Linked DNA regions of Mus musculus: region 1 is linked to region 2. A link is a contact called in public HiChIP or PLAC-seq data. All regions are on one chromosome and are shown on one strand. Each heading gives the region's core, a stretch centred on a gene start, on an enhancer-like site or on the middle of the called end of the contact. The rest is flanking DNA. Distances are from core to core; before and after follow the strand shown. Region 1 overlaps Cdyl2 (chromodomain protein, Y chromosome-like 2). Region 2 holds the start of Dynlrb2 (dynein light chain roadblock-type 2).

What was found. HiChIP or PLAC-seq counts read pairs in DNA pulled down with a chosen protein or histone mark.
Region 1: a contact with region 2 is called in an H3K4me3 HiChIP or PLAC-seq map of the SCID.adh cell line, with 25 read pairs. The contact joins the enhancer-like site here to the promoter of Dynlrb2 in region 2. A contact is called at or near these places in 3 of 39 promoter capture datasets (epiblast stem cells, liver and macrophages), 6 of 484 Hi-C or Micro-C datasets (CD4 T cells, CD8 T cells, Th17 cells and 1 more), 4 of 115 datasets of contacts at active chromatin or transcription factors (the SCID.adh cell line, double positive thymocytes, embryonic stem cells and 1 more) and 2 of 9 other capture datasets (adipose tissue and pancreatic islet).

The regions. Positions count from the first base shown.
Region 1 is chr8:116,586,470-116,590,791 of GRCm38.p6, reverse strand. Cdyl2 (chromodomain protein, Y chromosome-like 2) reads left to right here. Exons shown (of 7, transcript NM_029441.3): 4 at 1,370-1,542. Among named protein-coding and RNA genes, the nearest start is that of Gm31367, 17 kb to the left of the region's middle. Within about 2 kb of position 3,006, at least 98 of the 459 cell types and tissues checked have an H3K27ac peak or open chromatin away from gene starts, as enhancers often do. A contact at or near this core is called in CD8 T cells, the SCID.adh cell line, Th17 cells and 3 more, where this site is marked.
Region 2 is chr8:116,503,295-116,507,550 of GRCm38.p6, reverse strand. It overlaps Dynlrb2 (dynein light chain roadblock-type 2), which reads right to left and starts at 2,536. Exons shown (of 4, transcript NM_029297.1): 1 at 2,502-2,536; 2 at 1-49. The coding sequence starts at 2,504.

The sequences.
Region 1 (4,322 bases), core at 1,757-4,256, 83 kb before region 2:
ACAGCTGTCAAGAACCCAACTTGAGACCTTTGCAAGAGCAGCGTGTGCTCTTGACTGCGGTAGAGATGGCTATCTCCATAGCCCTTTCTTCTTCTTCTTCTTTTTTTTAAACTTGACTATCTCTCAACCCTGTGGTATTACAACTTTGTGTTGGGGTTTTAAGTTCTTGTGGGAGATTTTACCTACAGAAAATGTTCAGGCAGCTTGTTCTGTGATGTGGAGGAAGGAAGGGCCATACCAGTTAGTATTCGATTCCAATGTAAGTTTCCTGTCTAGGAAGCCTTCATTTTGCATCCTGGCCACACTGCTGCCGGTCATCCTGAATGCCCAGGCTCTTAGGAGATGTTGTGTAGGTGGCACGGACAGTGCTCGAGACGGGGCTATGATTGGAATGAGCCAGAGTGTGGCGGGCTACGGGTGTGGGTTCATCCTGTGCCAGCCTTTGAAGTCCTGCATTCTCGGCGTGTGGGGCATGCGAGCGGCAGTGCACCAGCTGCTGCTTCTGTGATGACTTTGGTAGCCTGGGAGAGGTGGCTCTGCTCTCTTCTTCACACTGCCTCACTGCTCCACAGCCAAACAGGAGGCTCGGTTATCCAGAGCCAAGATGCTTCGACAGGCAGCTCCACCTTCAGCTGACGCTTCCAAGTGTGAGGTTACAGCCAGAAGCTGCGAGAGTCACTGAGTTGCTGTGGGCCACTTTTGAATGTCTATCACTGAGGCACTGTGACAGTCTTAAGAATACAGCAGGAACTAAGAAGATAGCTTTCTGATTATTGTTCAAACCATGGTCTAGCTGGGGCAAACAATTGAAATTCCCCTGTGGTAGCATGACGAGGAGAGCAAGATATTCACAATCTGGGCTTCACTATTCCCTCTGAGGAATGAGAACTTTCAGGTGGCCTGTCATTTATTGCTCACCTGGAGAGAATTCTAGACTGGCAGATCCTGAATCTTGTGGATAATACACAGCAGACTGTGAACTTGGTCATGTCTACATGCTAAAGCATGCTGACCATGGGCCACCTATGACCCCTGCAAGGGTCTAGGGAGATAAAACAAGAGAAAATTTTAACTGAGACAACTAGAGGCTTATATAGCTCACCAACGCTGTGCAGAGGACCACTTTCCCATGCTTTTTAAGGGGTTCAACCAGCAAATAACCTAAAGTTGGCTAACAGAAGTTCATAGAGACAGATCAAGTTCACACCAGGCTCCCAGGACTTCCATGTTGATCCTTCCGCTTTCACTGAGGGTGGTGTGGGAAGGTTTTGGTTCAGTGAAGTTTCTTTCCCCGGGGATGGACGTGTGCTTCCATTCAGGGGAAGTCTCTCAGACATTCAAAGCTCTGCGAACTCACCTCTGCCTGCAGATCATGAAGGAAGTCCGGCGAGCCCTGTGCAACGCGGCCACAGATGACAGCAAGCTACTGCTGCTCAGTGCCGTGGGCAGTGTGTTCTGCAGCGGACTAGACTATTCCTACCTGATCGGCCGGCTGTCCAGCGACCGGAGAAAGGAGAGCACTCGAATCGCAGAAGCTATCAGGTGAGTCCGACCTCTCTCTGAATGAACGCTTTGGGGAGCCTGCCAACGGTGACCAAATTTAGCCAGTTAAAAGTACAGGCTGCCCAGCTGTAAACGTACATCAAACAATGTGCGATTTTATTTTTAGTGTGAGTATATCCTCGGCACCATTTAGGACACCAGGACATACTTACATTTTAAAATTACCGTTGATTTATCTGAAGTTTGACTCTTTTTGATGCCAGGGATCAAACCCAGGGTCTTGTACATGTTGGACAAATAAATGTTCTACCGTTCAGCTCCGTTTCCATCTCTGAACTGTGGACACGAGCTGGCCAGCCGACGTTTTGTCTGTGGCCCCATGGCAGGCTTTGCTCTCCATAGGTTGCATTTCATGCCCGCCTCCCCTTTTTGTTTTTTGTTTTTTTAAAAAGACATACCTATTTTTCCCATTATGGCCTGCATTGGCAATGCCTGTGATACTTTCTGATTCCACCTTCTGCCTGGTAGTATGGTCTTTGATTATGTAGCCATTTCTGTGTCCTGGACCTGATGTGACTCAATTACTAGGGAGAGAGTGAAGATACTATATATACATCTATGGCATTGGTAGACAGGGTGGGTCTAGAGTGCCCCTTTCAAAGTCTGTGGGTCAGATGTGTGAGGTCTTAAACACAGGATAATTGTCTATTTGTTATTTCATTTTCATGTGTGTAGGTAGGTGCACGTGTATATGTGTGGGTACATGTGTGCATGCACAGTGGTCAGAGGTCAACCTCAGATGTTCTTTCTCAGGCGCTGCCACGGTCTCTCACTGGCCCAGTACTTGCCCAGCAGGCTAAGCTGACTGGCCAGTGAGCCCCAGCCCCACCTGTCACCACCTCCCCAGCTCTGGGATTACAAGCAAGCATCTGCCAAAAAAGCTCTGCCTTTTTTTTTTTTTTTTAAAACACATGGGTCCCCATGCTTGTAAAGCTAGCACTTTTTTTTTAAACCCACTGAGCTGTTTCCCTAGCCCCTCCCACTTATTCATAACAAAAGCAAATGAATGAACTCTCCAGCCAGGTCATTTAGCTGCTTGATAGAGGCCACTCATGAGCCTCTCTCTGGGAGACTTGCCCTTGTGCCTTCCTCAAGGGATGAGACACAGCTGAGTCACAGCCCATGGTCTCAAGACCAGGGATGTTTACTCCACGCGGAGTCTCGGAGCCTCAGGCTGCCGACTGCTCAGGGTCTCTCAGTCCTGTGGATGGTTCCAGCAGAGGCTGACTTCCGTGCGGTCACTCAGGGAATCAGAGGATGCGGTGGATAGCGCGAGGACGTTCCTTTGTGTGAATTCCAGGCCCGACTTTGTATGAAGTGTTGCTCAGGAATGCCTGTGTGCTTCCCCATGCAGCATCCTCCTCCTCAGGAGAGAACTAAGAAGCCTGGACCCCTTCCTGCGGGGAGAGGGGGGTGTTGACGTCACTTCCTGTTTTCAGGGCGCAGCCAGCTCCTGCCTGTGAACCCTGCAGTTTCTGCCTTGTTTGAGCTCAGCTGTGTCTTCTCAGTGCTGGCTTTGCATGAGTTGAAAGAGCAGCAAAGGCACTAGACTGATTCCCTCTTTATCGACGGGGCCACCAGAGCATACCCCAGGGACCGAAGAACCCACCGTGACCCTAGAAAGCCTAGCCCACAGTCTGCACCTGGTTACCGATCCCACTACAGGTGCTTGTGGTATCTCCAGCCCAGGCAAACATTTAAGATCCAGCCCAGGGTTCTCCTTCATGCAGGAAGAGCTAACTAGCACTTGGACTTCTTGTCCTCAGAGAGATAGAAAACACTTCCTAATCTATTCAATCCATGAAGCTGAGTTAATTCTTAATGGAATGGAGAATGGACCTGAAGTAGCCTCTAAGTGGGAGGTGATGGTATGTGGCTGGGAGTGACACAGGAAAAGGCGTGACACGTGAAATAGGAAAGGGGATGTGACAGAGACTCAAGTAAAGCAGCTGCCAGCCATGGAGCACCCAAGAAGGCTGGCACCATCAGCAGGTGAGGGGGGAGCTCTGGAAAGCTCCTGCCTCAGTACTCAGAGTAGACCAGGACCTGGAATGTGGACTTCTTGTCTCCAAGTGCACTACAGAATAAACTTCTGTTGTTTTGAACCACGGTTTGTGGTCACTGTCATAGAAGCCTTAAGTTTTTAAGGAAGGCATTAACACTCAGAATGCCCCCGACCTTCTGGGCTCATCCCATCCTTCACTAGAGCATACACGGGCACACACACACAGACACACACACACACACACACCACAAACACAAGTTATTACCTTTATGTTTGGGACTGCCGTTCTGCCAGCCACAACTGTGGAGTAGGCTTTTAGAGATCTTTCTGAGCTTCAGATGACAGTTGCCATGTGTGGTCTGGTGCTCGTAGACCCTGGACAGCCTGGCATAGCTCTAGCTGTCCTGGCTCTGGTTAAAGGGAATGAGTGCCAGGGTCACAAGGGAAGTAACAATTGCTTCAGGCGACACAGTGACGTCCCCAGTGGTAGCATTTTGCTTGAATTTTCTCTGGGATAGAAGAATGGACCACAGACTACCATGAATTAGATGAGAGCTGCATATAGAAACAGAGGCCTGGTCATAGAAGCCTGACCCATTATTCCTCATATGCTGGGCACTTGCTACTCTTGTTGAATTCTCATTTATCAACATGAGTACCCGGCATTGGCCTTCCTATTGTATAGAGGGAGAAAAACGAATCTCTAGAGCCCAGGCAGCTTGTCTAAGATCTGGCTGTTAGTGAGGGACAGAGT
Region 2 (4,256 bases), core at 1,287-3,786:
TGACCCCTTTGTGACTCTGGATTCTCTTGAGGGTTTCCTCCACTTCTGTCTGCAAGAGATCGGGGCTACCATTAACCGGAAGGGTATCCATGGTTACATCTGCTCTACAGCGACTATCTAGGCACATACCTGGTCCCCTATTTCTTTAACTGAGAGATGGAGACGATATGCTCGGAGTTTAAAAGGTAAGCTTGGAACTGTTAGGTCTCTTATGGGGACTGTGTAGGAAGCCCCATCTTGCACGTGACCTAGGTAGATTGCCAGGCTTCAGCCCCAATGAAGACAAGAGAGCCTCACAAGGGATCCTCAAAGCTTATGTGTTCTGATTTGCTAGAAGGGTAGTGTTTATTTATTTGCTTGCTTTTACATTGCCCAGAAAGCTACCATGGGCCATCATTCAGCAGCTCCCACTTCCATACTTACAAAACACTTCTTTCGTATGTCATGGCTTTTAAATATTTATAGATCATCACTATATCCTCCGAGAGTGTCCATAAGCTGCCCTTTCTGAGACTCCTTAGTTACTTCTGTTTCCCCCATTGGGGGTTCATTCTGGTGACCAAGCTTACAAAGGGCAATTCTGTGCAAGCATTGTATTGCAGGATGCCGGAGCACCCTGGCTGTGTCTTGGTTGAAGCGGAATGTTCGGCTATGGGTGTCTGCATTAGGGACTCGCATCTGGGTTTTACGCTTACCTTTTTGAGCTGGCTGAGACTAAAACCACTCGGTTCCCTGTGCTGTCTTATTCCCAACAGCACATTGCGACTATTTACACTTCTTGTAAAAATATAGTTTATTATTTTATAGGGATGGATGCTTGTCTGCACGTATGTCTGAGCACCATGTGCATGCGTAGGGCCAGTGGAGGCCAGAAGAGGGTGTCAGATCACTTAGACATAAAGTTACAGACAGCTGTGAGATATCAGGGGTTGCTGAGGCTTGAACCTGGGTCCTCTGCAAGAGAACCTAATGCTTTTAACCACTGAGCTTTCTCCACAGCCTCATATGCATTTTTTTTGGATTTTTTTTTTTTTGAGATAGGATTTCACAGTATATAGCTCAGCCTGGTCTTGAACTTGCAGCAGTCCTCCTGCCTCAGCCTCCTGAGTGCTGGGACTCCAGGCAGGCATTACCGTGCTCCACTTAGCCAGGCAGTTTTGTGATGAGAATCTATTCTATTGTTTTCTTTCCCAACATCTCACAAGTGAACACTACGTTACTTCAGTCAGAGACAGGCTTCCTTCTGCACCCATTGTGGAGGTGAGCAAGCACTTTTCTCGTTTTTCCCACCACCAGGGCAGGTGTCTTTTGAGGAAATGTCAGGCTGGATTAGTGGCTTTCCTCATGGTGGACACTGGTAACATTTAATTTAGCATGTTCTTTAAACTACACCATGGCCCAAAGCTTGGAGAAATGCATCTGCAGAGGCCACCCCAGGTCACAAACGGGCTGTCACAAATAAAGAGGACTGTGAAAACAAAGGAAGAGAGCATATGTTTACATTTCAGTAACACGAAAGCTCTGAGCCTGAGGTGTCCTCTGGAAAGGAAAAGGAGACATCGCCAGTGACAGTAATAGCAAGAATCTGATAGTGCCAGGGACTTGTTTTGTCTCATACACAGCCTGGGACAAAACCAAAACCAAACCAAACCAAACACCAAAACCAAACAACAAACAAACCAACCCAACCGACCAACCAAGAAAACGCAAACCCCAGTAAATGTAGACATTTTTTTCTTGGGGTATCTCTCTGACACTTGGCATTTCTTGGTCTCCTTATGTCTGGCACAGAATACTCACAAACCAGCCCAGTTCTGATCGCCTTAGGGGCTCCTCAAAGTCACGGACCTCTCCTCCCTTCCTCCACTGCTCCTCTCAGCTCTCTGCTCCTCACCTTTCCTCTCCTCCAAGGTGGTTCTCTTCTGACTCCCAGACCCCTATTGCAACCTCCTGTGTCCCCAGGCCACTCCTGTGCCTCTCCTCCTCTCCCCTTCACTCTCCTTCCCTCCTCCTCCTCTCCCTTTCCCTTTTCTCCAACCCTTTTCCTTCGTTTCTTTCTCTCCCATCCCCTTCCTTCTCTTCTCTTCCCCTTTGCCTTTCTTTTTCCCTTTCCTTTTTTTTTCTCTCTTCTCTCTCCTTCCTTTTCTGTGCAGGCGAGGTTGGGGTAGCATCCCACCTTCCTCCCCGCGTTCTCTCTCCATTCCTCGCCCCCCCTCCTAGTTTTTATTTCTTCCCTCTTTGTCTCTTACTCATCTCCCAGCCCCCTTCCCATTTTTTTGTTCTCCTGGTCTCCTTCTTTCTCAGCTTGGGATCTTTCTTTCTTTCTCCACCTCTGTCATAGCTCTTTGCAAACTTTTCTGGCTCCCAGATTCATCTCAACACCTCCCGTTTTTTCAATAGCGCCCTTTCCAGCTGTCATCCAGTAAATGGTGAGACCCTCCCAGGACAGCTGTGCACATGAGTCTCCCCCTCTACCCTTCTAGACAAGAACTCAGATTTACCATCGCGCCTGTGGGACAGCTCCTGGCTCAAGTCTGAGTTGCAGTTTCTGTGGATGTCAACAACGCTTCCCCCGTTGCTAGGCAACCAGGCAGGAAGTGGCTTTCTGAAAGCTATGGGCTGCGCCTGCGCAACGGTTAGGCTGTTTCTGAAGCCGGCTTTTCCGCCCTGCATGTGGCAGGTTGCTTTGCAGCCTAGCAAAAGAAGGCAGGCACGGACGTTCCTTCCCAGGAACCTCAAGGCGATGGGGTCGTGGCAGGATACAGTCTCTCCTGGGTTTAACTTTTCTTCTTTTTCATGCTTTCTGGAGATGTGGCCGGCACTTGTCCCTGAGTCAGGCAAGTGTAGGTAGCCACTTGACCGCCCCCACGTGAGATATATGATACACACATGGGTGCCAATAATACCATCCTGAGATATAGAACTATCCATGTGGGAAACAATAACACACTGTGGATATGGTAGCACGCAGGGAAGGTGCTCATGTCCTAAAACCAACCGATTTCACTTTATCTCTGAGAATTTGGTACTAGAGCTGAGCCGATCTAGAAAGGGTTTGTTCTGCTGCTGTGATAAACAAACAAACAAACAAACAAAGAGCAACTTCGAGGAGAAAGGGTTCCGTCTAGCTTACAATTCCAGGTCGCAATCATTGTGGGAAGGCAAGGCAGGAGCTTGAAGAATCTAGTTAGATCCACACTCAGCAGGGGGAGAGAATGAGAGAGGGGGGAGGGGGAGAGGGAGAGGGAGAGAAAGGGAGGGAGCGATAGAGGAGGGAAAGTAAGAAAAAGCAGAAGAGAAAGAGGGAGGAAGGAAGAAAGAAGGAAGAGGAGGAAGCCTTTATCCACAGCTGTGATGGGAGGCAAGCAGGATTCCAGCAGGAGCAGCTCTGGCAGGAGAACAACAGCTCAGAGAGAAGTGGCCAAAGTGACTTCCAACCAGCAGTAAAGTCTGATTCTGCGCATAGGGAATCAATGGGGGAGAACGGGAGCCACTTTCTCCTCATCGACCTTTCCCTCCAATGATTTCTCGGAGGTAGCTTGGTTTAATTTTGATGCCTTCTCTTTGGGGTGGGACTATGATGGATATCCAAGGTGGTGCTTTATAAAGCGCCTTGAAGGAATCCAACATGTTCTCGGGCCCCGTCCTAGGTACTGGGAATTCTTTCCACCCCTTCCACCACCTCCCAACTCTCCCCCTTCCTTTAAATTCATGCTAAGTGCTAAATAACCTTCAACTCCACTGAAAGTGTTAGTTACTAAAACTTGCAAGCACTTGGAAAAACCAAACCGTAGGCATATTTTACTCTTCCTTGCCCTTAACTGTCAAAAACCAGAACTTCCTTCCCAACAAGAGGGGGTCTCTCTTGTTTGTTGACTGTCTCCATTCTGATAGAATCGCAGTAATGCTGTGACCTTGAGTTTCCCCTTGGTATCTTATTTACTTTTCTATGTAGCTTTGGCACTCTTTTGGCAACCATTGAGTTGGACTGCACTTTTTATATCTTGTGTTCATTTTCCTTGTGAGATTTTCCTATTATAGTACTCTACTTTAGGGCATCTTAAGCTTTATCCAGTTACAACCCATTTCTCCCACCCCCGACAAATTTATTATTCATTTTATGTGTATAGGTGCTTTGCCTACATGTATGCCCATGCACTGTGTGTGTGTGTGTGTGTTTGTGTGTGGTGTGTGTGTGTGTTGACCCCAGAGGCCAGAAGATGTTGGATCCCCTGGAACTTGAATTACAAACAGTT